2 separate regions of the Dromaius novaehollandiae genome follow, and region 1 is linked to region 2. The links are chromatin contacts, called in public Hi-C maps. All regions are on one chromosome and are shown on one strand. Each heading gives the region's core, a stretch centred on a gene start, on an enhancer-like site or on the middle of the called end of the contact. The rest is flanking DNA. Distances are from core to core; before and after follow the strand shown. Region 1 overlaps PTPRJ (protein tyrosine phosphatase receptor type J). Region 2 has its middle 17 kb from the start of PTPN5.

What was found. Hi-C and Micro-C count contacts between places; a contact is called where the count stands out from the background.
Region 1: a Hi-C map of brain shows a contact between it and region 2, with 4 times the contacts expected there. The contact joins two enhancer-like sites. A contact is called at or near these places in 2 of 4 Hi-C or Micro-C datasets (brain and liver).

Annotation. Positions count from the first base shown.
Region 1 is chr5:65,654,729-65,662,040 of bDroNov1.hap1, reverse strand. It overlaps PTPRJ (protein tyrosine phosphatase receptor type J), which reads right to left. Exons shown (of 23, transcript XM_064513121.1): 2 at 319-337. Among named protein-coding and RNA genes, the nearest start is that of PTPRJ, 44 kb to the right of the region's middle. Within about 2 kb of position 2,865, at least 1 of the 2 cell types and tissues checked has open chromatin away from gene starts, as enhancers often do.
Region 2 is chr5:65,579,538-65,586,080 of bDroNov1.hap1, reverse strand. No RefSeq gene overlaps it. Among named protein-coding and RNA genes, the nearest start is that of PTPN5, 17 kb to the right of the region's middle. Within about 2 kb of position 3,295, at least 1 of the 2 cell types and tissues checked has open chromatin away from gene starts, as enhancers often do.

The DNA.
Region 1 (7,312 bases), core at 1,616-4,115, 76 kb before region 2:
AGGGGTCATTTGCTTTGTTTTGCTTGAAGTATATTCTCCAATCTTTCAACTACATTAAATCTATACTTGATTTTACCAAAATCTTTAAAAACCTGAAAAACTAAGGGATTAAAGCACATGTTAAAAAAATTTAAGGATCTACTTAACTGTTTGACTGTTATGGCGTTACAATAAATGAGTTTATATTTTCTAATGCTATTTCTAAAAATTATTTTTAGGAAGTTTTTTTTAAAATACTTAGCTGACACTGACCTTTCTTAAAAGGAGAAGAAAAAAGTTATATACAAAAAAAAAAATGAATAACAGAACGATACTTACAGGCAACTGTACATGTGACCTGTAAAATAAAAAAATAAAGAATAGAAATTAGAACTTTACAACTATTAGAATTTCAATTAAAAAAGAGACTGGTTTAATTAACCAGTACTAACAGAAAGAATCAATTCAAAAATCCATTGTTGCTCTCAAAACTCAACTTGCAGAAGAGACACCTACAAATCTACTGACATAAAAATAACAGTAAAATAACATTGATTTTTCTCCCAAGCAGATCAAATGTGCTGATAAACTTTCAGGAGTTTACACACATTTTCCTTTTAAATCAAACAGAGTTTAATATTTTGCCACAAACAGGCTTGCATAACATCTACTGGTTATTGTGCACATAAAAATTGAAAAACAAAACTTACGAGACCTTAGGCAAGCCCCACTTTAGATAGCATCTTTGACGACATCCAACAAGAAGAGGTCAATCAGAACTAAAAGGTCTTTTTTATTTATCAGATTTTCCTTTCATCTCACTGACGTACAGAGTTCATTATTACTTCTCACGAAAGAGTGTTTCACAATTTCTCAAACCGAAACTCAGTGAGATCAGAGTCCAAAATACTCCTTAAAGGTATCAGCAATTCCCATTAACTGCAACCTGAAACTCTTCTGCTAGCAATACTGACAGGCGTACACGAGAATTTTGGCTTTAAAAATGCTTTTTAGTCTTTCAGCTAAATGCTTCTACTTCGGGATAAGCCATTTCGCTTCCTGTTAGTGCACACACCAGCCGGCCTTTAAATTGTTTTCTTTGTCTCCCTCCAGGTGACAGCAGAAAATCCTCCTACAGGAGGGAGATGACAGCCCCAGGCTGAGGTCTGCAGGCGCTGGAGAAGAAAACAGTGATTTCCTGGGCCTCGTGTAGCCCCCTGCCGCCAGCAGGCACCCGCTGTTGTCACCTATCAAGCAGGAGGTTACTTGGGCAATGACAGAGGGATTAAAGCTGCTCCAGGTGGCCCAGCTTTGGGCAGGGGTTAGACCAGCTCATCTCCAAGGCCCCTTGCAGCCCCAACCGCTCCGCGGATCTCCGATTCCAGGAGCCGGCACAAAACACGAGGGCGTATCGTGACAACCCAACGCAAAGCCCGAAACCGAATCTCTCATCCCACAGCAAGGCTGACCGGTGCAGCACCGCTGCTGCTGGTCCCACAGCCAGCTCCATCAGCGGATGCTCCCTGTATCAGGGCCACGCTCAAAGTAGCTGGGGGATATCATTATTAAAAAGTAGCCGGAGGTTGTAGCTATTAAATCTCTTTCCTGCATGCTAGAAGAGATCACAAGACGCACTCTCTCTAGAAGCAAGGCAGGCCGGCTGGCCAGAAGCAACCCAGCAGGAGGAAGCACTTCAGCTCTGCGCCGGGGAGAAACTCCGCAGAAGCAGGCCTGGCGTGGAGAGGCCCCCTTCCAACCTGCGGCAGTTTTGGTGGCAGAGCAAAAAGAGGTTGGCCACACTTGCCAGGCAAAAGAGCGCTTGTAAGAAGCGAGGAACCAACACCCAATCTTCTCTGGTGCAGGCCTACCCATAGTTCAGGACACATAAAGAAACACTTGGGACACAGAGATGTCCTATGCCCAACTGTGAAGCTCCTCCTCAACCCTTCTGAGCGTTTGGGAGCCCAGTCAGATCGTGAGGTTAGCAGAAAGTGAGGAAATGGCTTCTTTTGCATTCAGGCCAACAGCTCTTGCATTCTTTCCCAAGCAAGTTGGTCAAAGGAAGAAGAGACTACAAAGGGAAAAGCGGCTCCTCCTTAAGGCAGGAAACTTCCGAGCACCATCCAGAGTAACAAGGCTGCGTTACCGGGAAACAGCTGCTGGGTGATGAGCAAGAGGTGAGAGATCCTGAAATGCAGGGCAATCTAACCGCAAAGCCAGGAAGATGCTATGTTTGATAAGAAAGGGAAACAGCAATAAGTAAACAGAAATCATTTTAAAAGCCCCGCCACAGAATTGAGTATGTCACAGTGTTTTCTGCAGCCCTACAGGCAAAACAGCAAAAGCCTGACATCACTTACAACCTGTCCTTAAAGTTACTTTCTCTTTTGTAAGAACGCATGAAGATGCCAATGTCCTCAAATCCTAAGTTTCTTATGTCCTTCTCCCCAAACTCAGAGCCTAGGAACACAGTGTCCTTCTTGAGCATCACACAACAGACATCGCGCAATGGAGAAAAAGGTATGTCACTACACAGCCCCTGCACCCCGCTCTCCACCTCTCCATTTCTTACCTGCCAGCTCAAACAAGAAGCACATCCATTCCTGTTTTATCCCTAGCTGCAACCGTCAGATCTAACGACGAATCACTACAAAGGTGCAAGGAGCTCTCTCGTACAGTCACGCTCGGGTACTGTTAACGACGCTCAAAGAACAAAAGGGAAGTTACGCTAAATTTCTTGTGATCAGTGTTTCCCTGTCATTTTACTTGCTTTTGTTCATCACGCGCTTCCGCTCTCTCAGAAAACCCCTCCAACTTTCCAGAAACCCACGTGCAAAGCGAATGCAACAAAGCACGCCCCCTCGGCAGCAGGCAGCCGCCTCCTGAAACCGCAAACCGCTCCAAACCAACCACCCCGTTCCCAAACGCCAGCTTGCCTGACTCGCTCTGCTGTGTTTTTCAACACAAGCCATGAATTGAACTGTTCCCTGGCTTTGTTTTATTACTTAATGAGATGGTATTTACACAAAACATTTGCTTACTATTTCAGGGGATGATCATGCTGAATGCCTGACTTTCCTTGTGTTCGCATCTAATACATTAGAAGCCCTGCCATTTCCGCTGTTCAATTACATTAAACCACATTATTCATGTATGAAGTTTAGGGGTTTTTTTCCAACCAAATAACTGCATCCTGGGACAAAAAAAAAAAAAAAAAAAAAGCCCTCCCCCTCGAAAAAGTAGGAAATACTCAAGAGATCAGAAAAAGAAAAGAGAGCAAAATGAGAAACACTGATGGTTTTAGCTGAACCGAGGAGGCGAGGAGGGATGCGCATATGCAAGTGCATCACTGTCATCAGCAGTGGCAAATGAGTCTTTTCATGTGTCACGCAGCCACTCTGTGCGCCTGATCAAAGGGTGCCTGTTCCCCAAGAGCCGAATAATTAATCCACACTCACGTCTGCTCCTGCGCCTCTTACGCGTGCAGTGTAGCTACCAGGAGCGGGTAGTGCATAATCAATGCAGGATTAGGCGCCAGCCTCCTCAGGTATACAGTGGGTCACATAATTAAGTATTCTTATTAGTCATATAAGTAACCTTACTGATGGAGAGAGTAAGATGTGTGCAGGAAAATATTTTCAAAAATAGTAAGTGGCTGAAAAGTCCGAGTCCCTCTGACACTCAGCAGGACTCAAGGGCTTTCCAAAGCAGGACTGGAAAGGTGCCTGCTATACACGCAAGCAAGAGGAGCCATGAGTGCTGGCCGGTGGCTGGGGGACAGCAGTGCCTCCCTTCTGGCATCACCTGGACTTTAGGCCAGCTTGGCTCCGGTGGCAAACTGCATCCTCTGGCAAAAATACGGTTCCTGCACAGCGGAAAAACCTTGTCTGCCACAGCCCACCTGCCCCAGGGTGCTCGTTTCCAAAACAAACAAAGCAGTTTGGTTAATGTAAATTCAAGGTTAGGAAGCTGGCTCAACAGTTAAAGCGAACCATCCAAAAAACCCCTTAGCCACAAATCCTTCCTGCAAAGAAAGCTTGAGGCTGCTGCTTATTATTTGTTGTGTGCTCACCAGTGCGTGCCTTGTGACCCAGACATATAAAGCCAGGAAATTAATCAGAGCCCTCTCGAAGCTAACGATCTTTCACAGTTGCATACCTTTATCTTCTTCTGCACCCACCCACCCTCTCAGCTTTGGAGCACAAATGCGACAGAGTTATCACGGTGGTCTCCAAATTCCTCCTTGAGACCCCTTCACTAAAGCGATAGCAATTAAGCCACTGGCTAATTGAGACTGGGAACAGGGAACCTCCTTTCCCCTTTCCCCTGCTGTGCCCATCTACAATGAGTTGTCCCACAGCCACGGCTACGCCGCTGAGGGCAAGCCACCAGGCACAACTACCATGACTGTGTTTAAGGCTCCCCGCTCCGCTGTGCATATCCAGCAGGCTCAAAGCAGAGATGCTCCCCATGATCACTGCCCAGCCGGCAAACCTCAACCAGCAAGGCCACAGTAGCTCAGCCTCCTGCAGTCCTCTCTCCTGTCTCCAATACGCCATACCCAGCATGTGCTTATTCAGAAAGCATCCCTAGGAAAGGTTTTGCTCAAAGTTGCACAAAATAAGTGAAAATTAAACCCTGCAATGTCATTGTGAAGCCCTGCAATAAAGAAAGTGGGATTGCCTAAATATTGGCCCCACGCAGACTGGCAAGGCTCTCCAACGCTTGCTGGCTTTCTAGGACTCCCAGGGCACTGAATACTAGTCTAGCTGGGGGATCTTCCTGCTCCGCTGGGAGAGGGCTGACACCTTCCTGGAGAAGGCAACAGTCAGCAACAGGCTGGAGTACCACGCTCCTGTCTCTCAGTTCACCTCAGTACTGTTTCACCTCAGTCATTTCCTTATTATGCATAAATTAATGAAGCCTGTAGGCCTATAGCACTGGATAAGAAAAACGCATCATCTGAATCAGGGCTGGATTCCTTACTGGGACCACTTACCTTGCATCCAAACTTAAAACCACATGCCTCAGTCCTATATGCAGGTACATAAGAACCTACATAAACCCAGTTCAAGTAACATGCCTTACTTCGGCAATTTTTTTTTTTTTTGGGGGGTGGGGGGATTGGGAAGAAAGGGGTTACACTAGAAAGTGAACTCTGCCATACTTAGACAAAAGTGTTTTGCTCTATTTTCTAGTTTCTTCGTAAAATGTTTTAAGTCTTCAATTCCAGAGTATTTGCCTGCATTTAAGCAGACAACCTCTGTGCACAAGTTGTTGTACTATTATTGTACTGCTATAAAGTGTGTAGAAATTCATGAAACTTAAATACAATTAAAGGCATGTGGAGCCAAGGAAAGTAACGAGTTTTCCCCCATGTTTACTGTAATAAAATAAGAAAGGCACCATGGATTAAGCCAGTGTGCTGCAGAGTGGCTCTGACCTGTGCTAGCAATATCGAGCACCTACCAATTTCACTGGCATTTGTGGAAACACAGCCCTTCCGTATCAGGTCCTTACTATTTGAAGGTGGAAGAGTCAACATGAGCCTCAGTAAGGAGCTAACATTTAATTGCGTGACATAATCTTGCTTAAGACATAAAGTGACTGCTTTCTGGATTTTGTGCAAGGCTTCTTTTCCCCTTTCCAATGCACAGCTCTGCTGAATTCATTTTAGCTGTAACCCACAACAGATTTTTAATCAATTCAGATTAACTCTAAATGAACTCTACAAAGTGACATTTCTTCTCTTTCAATGCAAAAAAATGATAATAGGCTGAGTCAAGCGTCATCTCCACATTTTCCGTCTGGTACCATAGGTAGGCACGCAAGAGCCCATCCACAAAACACCACCTCACAGAATGTCTGGTTCATTCCTTATTTTGTGGGTGTAAATAGGTTTATCCAGAGGAAACAAGCTCTAATTTTAGCATTAGTGCACTAAATTTTTGCAAGATCTTTTCAGTCTTCTTCTCTTTTAACCCTAAGCAGGCAGCTCCACTAATGAGACCACACGGAGGTGGGTGGGAGTCCAAAACCCAGAAGAAGCTGAAGACTGAGCTGATGCTTGTTATTAATTGGGTAGGGCTGGAGGCAGCCCTATCCCGTTGTATTAGGAAGCTGTGCAAACCCCCGAAAGCAGTCTGGATCCACACACAACTGTGCAGAGCCTATTTTGAGCTATTATGCAGTTCTGTGAAAGAGGAAAGACTATTTCCAGTTCGCGTGTATTTATATTTGACCCCTGACCTTTCTAAAAATTCCATCTTCCCTGAAGCAAGCAAGGTTTCCTCCAAACACGGACCAAATATCATTTTTTCCACTGAGTTTTATGAAAACAAATGAGAAGATTCTGTTTTGTGCAGCACCTCCAGTGAACGAAAAATGTGGTGGAAGACAAAGCCTTGCAGGAAAGCCAAGATGAGACACTGAATGAAAAGTCACAGCCTAACACACTGGAGAAAGTCTTTCCTTCCTCTCCTGATCTTCCCCCAAGTTTTACCTCTAATGGCTTTTCAGATGGCTATTCGAGCAGGGAAGCATTTTCTGGAATTCTCTCTGCAACATATCCAAAGGAAAAAATTACCCAGAACAGATTTAAAAAGAGAACAGTGTGCTTATTTGACAGTGGCAGTGAGTAATATTTAAAACAGCTACTGACTGAAAACCAAGTTGTTATCTCACTCAAGCTGAGCATCACACCAACATCGGTGCAACTGCAGCTGGGAAGAGTGTAATAATGAGCAATGCCTGAGCCAAAGAAACTCTTTTTTAATAGAATTTTCAGTTAATGCTGCCACTCATTTTCTTTGAAAACTAGGGGTTTACAGCATCAACCTACATTTTCTGTGAACAAGGCACATTCCTGCCTGCAGCCTACCAGCACTTTTTCACTCTGAGTCATTGCTCAGGCACACCCTGGAAGGAGGAGGATACAATGAAGAGAAAAAAAAAAAAAAAGAAGGAGGAAAAAAAGACTCCTGTGGCAATGACACTATGCTAACAGTCCCCAAATCTGTAGGGCTGGCCACTGGGAAAACACGGAAAAGGGACGTCGGAGCAGCAGCCTGTGGTCTGCAGCACAGTCATGAAAACGAAGGGCATTTCCTGCCAGTGCCCCGTTCCAGGCTCGCTTGGCTGTGGGGGATTAAGGCTCTTATCAGGAGTAGATTTCACTTCCCCAAGGCAGACGCTGAAGAACAGACCCTGCAGAGACTTTGCTTGGAAAAGTGTTAAAATGCACTTGATAAACAGAACCACGTTGGGCTGGATTTGGTTTGAGAATTTTGAGTGTAAAACTAGCTGTAAAGGGATTTCAAAAATTACATGAAAA
Region 2 (6,543 bases), core at 2,046-4,545:
ATGAACATGCCATCAGCCATAAAATTATGTACTGGTTCAGGTATTCTTGGTGGACGAATGTGTGCAAGAGCTACAATGAAGTATCTCTAAATGGTGACATTTTATTTTGGTGTTTCATTGTTATTCATTCACTATTCATTGCAATGCATCTCGTCTTGATCGATGACATGGATATTCATGTGGATCTCCCTTTACTTCAATTAAAATTATGTTATAATTCAAGATTGGTGTAACTAATTGAAAAAAATCCTTCCTTTTTCAATCACGTACTCTACACATTACAGAAGCATCTAACAGTCTTTTTGTCTGCCTATTAATAAGTTGCATAAAGAGTGCAGCAGAACTCTTTTTTCTGAGATAAAGCAGCTGAAAAGCTTTTTTTTTTTTTTTGACATTTAAATATGTAGATGGCTATGAAGTGTTTGTGAATTTCCTGCACACACACGTAACCATCTCCATCTCCAAACATTATTGCACTTAAAAAACAAACTGCTCTGTTCAGAAAGCAGACTCAGTGGTCCAGGATAGTCCCAAGACCCCTAACTGGAAAGTATGCAAGAGAGCACAACGAACTAGCTCCTTGTGGCCGTTCATCAAGAAGCCCCATTTTGAATCACTGTGACTTTTCACCTTCTGTGTAAAGCTACTGGAACTATTTGGGGTCTCTGCCGCCTTCCACCTTCAGAAATCAGTATGAAAGATAATTTCCTTGATGTTTCCAGGCAGAAAAAGCTGGAATCTCAAGAGGACCAACAGCAGTGGAACAGGCCAAAAAGCTTCCCTCCAACCAGGACCCAGCTCCTACTGGGGTTCAAGTAAAGTTGATGTCTTTCGAAATCTCAGCTTTAGGTCCCAAGGTATCTATGATTGTCCCAATTTTGAGATCAGACGTAAATCTAAATAGGTGTCTTTCGGGGATTAAGTAATGTGGCATGGTCAATATGTTGAATGAACTATTCTTTTGGTCCCTATTTTACATAGTGCTGCAGGAAACAGACTCTTCTACTGTTGTCATCTTTATTAAATCTGACTGGACATTTTCAATCTCTCAGGTGTTTGCCCTTTTCTTAGACAGTGTGTTTTGTTTTGCATTTAATAATAAATACAAATTAAGCATTTCCTCAGCATGCTCTTCGATTTTTTCCTTTCCTTTCAATTGAACAGGATTTTAAAACATCATTTCAAACACATTTTTGACAGGCTATTGCACTGCACTAAAGTTCGATGTGAAGTTCCCTGGAATAGGCAGATGCTTGCTTTCTCTTCGTCTAGTGGTACACTTCGTAAAGCACAAATAACAGCCTGCTATTCCAGTAGAACTAAGCTTAAGCTGCGTTTTCCTGGAAAAATATATTACCAAGCAGTAACAAACACAGCTGTCTGGTTTTTGTTTTGGGTCAGGTGGTAGAAGATCTGAAATTAATTCAATCTCCAAGATTCAAATCCTGAATGAATGGCAATAAATACAAAAACCTACCACTTGGAATTATAGTATATGTTCAATTTTCACTGCCTCTCTCTTAGGGCCAAATTCTACTTCCTATTACACCAACATAAGTTCAAAGCAATTGCACTGATCTCAGTGGAGGCTCTCTGAAATACACCATTGTATATCAAATTAGGGTATGGCCCGCCATCCAAAGGTTAAAGGCATGGTGTGAAAGATACCAATTACTTATTAACAGTGGGATGCCTGCAGCCTCGTTAGCAGTTGAGCTAATCTATATTTTCAGCATTTTGAGGATTGTTCACTAACGAAAGTTTTGAATATATTTTAAGCTGTGACTTTAAAAAATGGAAATCCTGAAGAAAACATACATAATTTTTAGTAATTTTCCTCATCAGTCTGAGAAACTTGCTCAAAAGCCAAGAAAAAAGCCGTATCCTGCTCTGTACCCCCCCAGATGCGCTATACTGCAGGCTAGCCAACTGTGTGATCTCATGGACAAACCCCTGCCCTGAGGATCCCAGCAGCCAGGCCCTACTGCCCATCCTGCCAAGACCTGCCCCTCTCTTGACCTTTCTGATCCCTCCATCCTAGTCCCTGTGTCTTATTTAAATGTCAAGCTGGGAAGGTACCCCTGCTTGGGGCCAGACAGAAAATCCTGCTGAAGTCTCGGGTAGGGATCGAATGAAGCCTGTGTCGAAATGGTTTCCTGGGACTAATGAGTGTACGTTTTCTGAGCACAGTCTGTCTGGCCAGGGCTTGCCTCCAAGAGTGGTGGCCAAGTTCTAGCTATGCTGGCAAAGCCCCGTGCAGATACGTGTTACAAGATAACTAAAGGAGTTTCTCTGAAAGGATTGTTGCATTGGGGTGCCTCCCCGCAACTCCAGGGCTCCAGCTAGCAAGTACTCTAGCCAAATACTGTATTACAAACCTGACCTCACTCTATCTACTTCTTCCCATGAACATAACAGAGATCAATTAAAGCTTTCCGCACTGATGTAACAGAGGTCAGTTTTGCTCAGAGCAGTGAGCAGCAGTCTTATTACAGGAGGCAGCAGCACCCCACCACCACCAAGTGAAGCATGGGACTCAAAATCTCTGGGGTGCTGCTGCAGCACATCCAAGCAGAACTGGTAATTAGGGAGGCTGGGTTTATGCTCCAAAAATCTCACCTCATCAAGCAATCAGGAAATCCATCTCCTTGTTCTCCTTTCCCCTCCCACTTTGCCCTATCTTCACACACTTAGCTTCCTATTCACTATCTGAAGTTAGCACCTAAGTCATCCTCTGCAAGGCAAGGATTTGGGAGGGTCATTTTCTCCCTTCTCTCTCCTGATTTTTTTTTATTTTTTTGTTTTTTTCGATTTTTTTGTTTTTTTCCCTTTGGAACTGCTCCTGCCACTTTGCAGACAAATTCCCAGCTCCAGCAGAGAACAGTGCATGCCTGCTGTGGGTGTTATGTGAACGGAAATTATGTGGTTTGGATTTTTACGTGAGAATTCCAGGAGAAGGCAAAATGTTGCAAATAACCTCCATAAATCATTTTAAACAAAGCTCAGGAAATGCCCTAATGATTTAGCTGGCAAAATCCAAAAAGACATTCACACTGTTCTCTGACTCCTGGTAAGTAAGTATGTTTGCTTAAGATGTAATTGAAAAAATACTGCATTACTATTTACATTTTCCATTTTGTATCTCCTGTCCAGGCACAGCTCATTGCTGGCAGCTCTTAACTTGTACGACGCACTATTTCATCATCCAAACAGCAATTCCTCTGAGGTTACGAAATAGATGGCTGGAGGGAGATAGGTACCAACCAGAGAATGGTGGGGGAGTGAAAGACTGGCGACATCTACAGAGCTGCCGAGTTACTGCAGCTTCCCTTGACCTTCACCTTCCTCAGTGATGCAGGCTGACGAGAAATGACAGCCCTTTACCCAATACTGGACACCACAGTTAGGACATCAGCCTCGTTATTTGTTGTCCAGTACTGCCTCACACACTTATTTATGTCACTGCAAAATACTGCCTAACCACAACGCTAGTTATTAAGCAATGCTCTGTGCTGCCAGATAGCTGGACAGTGAAGAACCAGGTTTGTTCATTCCAAACCAATGATAAGTATTGGCTGGGAAGGAGATATACTCTCTATTGTAAAATACCAATTCCAGTAAACGAGTTTAAGAAAACACAGTTAATATCAAGCACTATATTTACCAACCAGACAAGTAGTTTCAGGATGGCAGCATGGGATACAGTTTGTCTTGTTGCCATCAACCTTTGACATCCAGAGTCATGCTGGAATGAGCCGTGGAAAGAAAAAGAACAAAATCTGGAGCACAGTAGTAAAGTTTGGGAACTAATGATTATGCCCCTTACCGATGTCCCACCAGCCTTAAGGACAGAACAGTAGATGAGCTGTTTCGAGTAGATACACAGCTATAAAAATGTATCTCTTGCCTCACCGGTTTTATATGAAGAAAACACTTGTCTACAGTCAAATCTGTTTACTTGCTTGTCTCTCAGGCAAGTTTTACAGCTTTCAATAAAAACTTTCCTGTCTTCACAAACAGATAAATCTTACCTTTTTAGTATATAAAACCAATACTAGGAAATCTCATATTAACTCCAAGGTGTTAGAAATCACTTACTTGCCTACTTACTAGTATTTTTACTTTTCTTCTTATTGCTTGGCTGTTTCGGGAGGGCTGGGGTCCAAGTGTGCATGTTTAGTGAGAAATGGCCTCGGTCTGATACTCTGATACAAGACAAAGTCAGAGAAGAAATATTATCATCCTTCTTTTACTAGTAGGAACCGAGGCACACAGTAATTTGCTCATACACTCCAAAAGTCTGTGTCAGAGCTGGAATTTTAATTTAGGTCTCTTGAGTCTCAGCACTGCCATTCCTAATGTCTCAGTGAAAGCAGACTTGAATTTCTGTCATACTTCTGCAAGCAACGAGCCTCTGACAGGCCTCCTTCAGCCTCCACACATGACTGCTGTGCCTCAGAGAGTTGCTCTGAGTGACAGGAGGCACTTTCTTCCCCTGCTGGCAAGAGGCACACAAGATAAGTGTGTTTATTGTTTTCTCAACCTGCGTTTTGCAAGGTTAGTTAGGCAGACTTAGAAGTACACGTGTGACTCTGCTGCACCAGTCCTTAGAGTCATGGTCCCTGCTGCTCAATATCTGCTATGTTCTTTTGATCCATGGCTTTGAAGAGAGATCTGTCAGAGAAGAAGGGGGGAACTGCCACAGATGTCTTTTCTATAAGTATTTATTTATGCTTATAAAACCGTATGGGAAAGGTGCCCATCCTATGCCTGAGGCACTCTTGATGATTATTTAAAAGCACAGCTTAACAGAAGGACAAAACCAGCAAAAGCACACAGCAGCAACCTTTGCTTAGACTCTACAGTGGAAGTGAGAAAGAGTAATACGAGAGAGGAAGAATACACAGGCCCCCGGGGGGGACGACGACCCAAAACACTAAGAAACAGCCATGTTCCCAAAAGCTCTAGAAATTGCCAAATCCTAATTTGGGGCTGAACAACAACATATCAGGGAGTTCTGTACAAAAATGGAGTAAAAATAACCAGATCAAGCTGTATGATCACCAGAGAGCAGGTCCCTGGATGTGGCTTACCTATGCAAATAAAAAAATTAACAAAAAATTTTCTTGACCACCAAAGAGATTTTAGAAAATCTGGACCCCAAAAGCTCTAGTAATTTGCGCATTACTGGTCTCCAGTGTTAATGGCTCTGTATATTAACCCACCTCTGGCTCCTGTCACTTGCTCATGCTCCCAGTGGTGACAGGGATAAAATGTAGGAAGTTCCCAGTCTCTGTCCTGATCCAGTACAACATTCAAACACAGGATGCAACCATGTGCTTTAACACTACTTTAAAATAAAAAGTGACAGGTGTCCTTCCCCCTTCCCTATCCTTCTGAGGCTTTTCTAATCACTCAGTGCTGTGCACTGGAGCTTGCCGTTTCCTCCAAGGAAGTTACAGCTGCCTTGGGAGAGGATTCCTGAAGTATCCTAAGTGGCTTTCAGAGGAAGCTATGATATTTAGATCCAGGAAGAACAAACTAGGAGGTTTAGAACAGCCTACTAGCTGAGTAGCTGAGCACCAAGTGCACGCATAGCTCAGAGTGCCTCAGGAGGCAGAATTACAGCCCTCCTTGGATAGGAGGCATGAATTAAGAATCCATTTTCAATACATCCCAGTGAAATCCCAGCCACTCTAGTTTCAGTGCTTTTGCTTCCTGCTAAAGGAAAGCTAAACCCTGTACTGCAAGAAAATACACTGGTATTTTCTTCATGAAACATGTCCTGGTTCACGTTCTTCTCAGTCTCCTAGGAGGCCCAGATTAGCTGCTGTAGGCTCTGGGTACTCTAAGGAAACCTTATGAAATGTCTCTGTGCTTGGCATGATAGATTTACTGGGACAGAATAAAGTCTCACTGAATTTACTCTAACTAGAACCTATATAAACACCTCCTAGCTGATTATCAACTCCATCTTGGGAGGATGGGGACAGTTGTCTGTACCAGGGCCTGTGACAGAACTTCAGACTTCAGGGGTTTTATGTTAACCATTCTCTCTCTCTGGAGGCATAACCATTTCACCTCATCCATGGTCTCTGGACTCACAGAAGCACCATCGTTTCACACTTTGTGTCCTTATATTTGTTCTGCCACATGGTCTGTAGGTGTCCACTTTGACATCGCTAGCGTTTACGTGAATATGGGGGATGAAGGGATTGCTCCAGCTTTCGGATGTCACGAGCACTTGCCTGTGCTCCTTCTCACCAATAAACTTCAGGCTGTTGAGCCAAACTGTAATATTTTGTTCCAAGGCAGTTCATTGTTCATTTGCACGAGCTTCCACTGCTGCAGTGCGTTATGTGAACTGCAGTACAGCTGCCTTGTGCTCCGTTTTTCCTCCTTCCTGTTTGAGATCTCCCAGCGAGGCTGAATGGACATAAGGCAGGGCAACTAACACAGTACTCTCTGAGACTTACGTGACCCTGGGAAATTCTGAGAAACCCAGTGGCATAACATCCCAAACGATGACTTCCACAAACAACT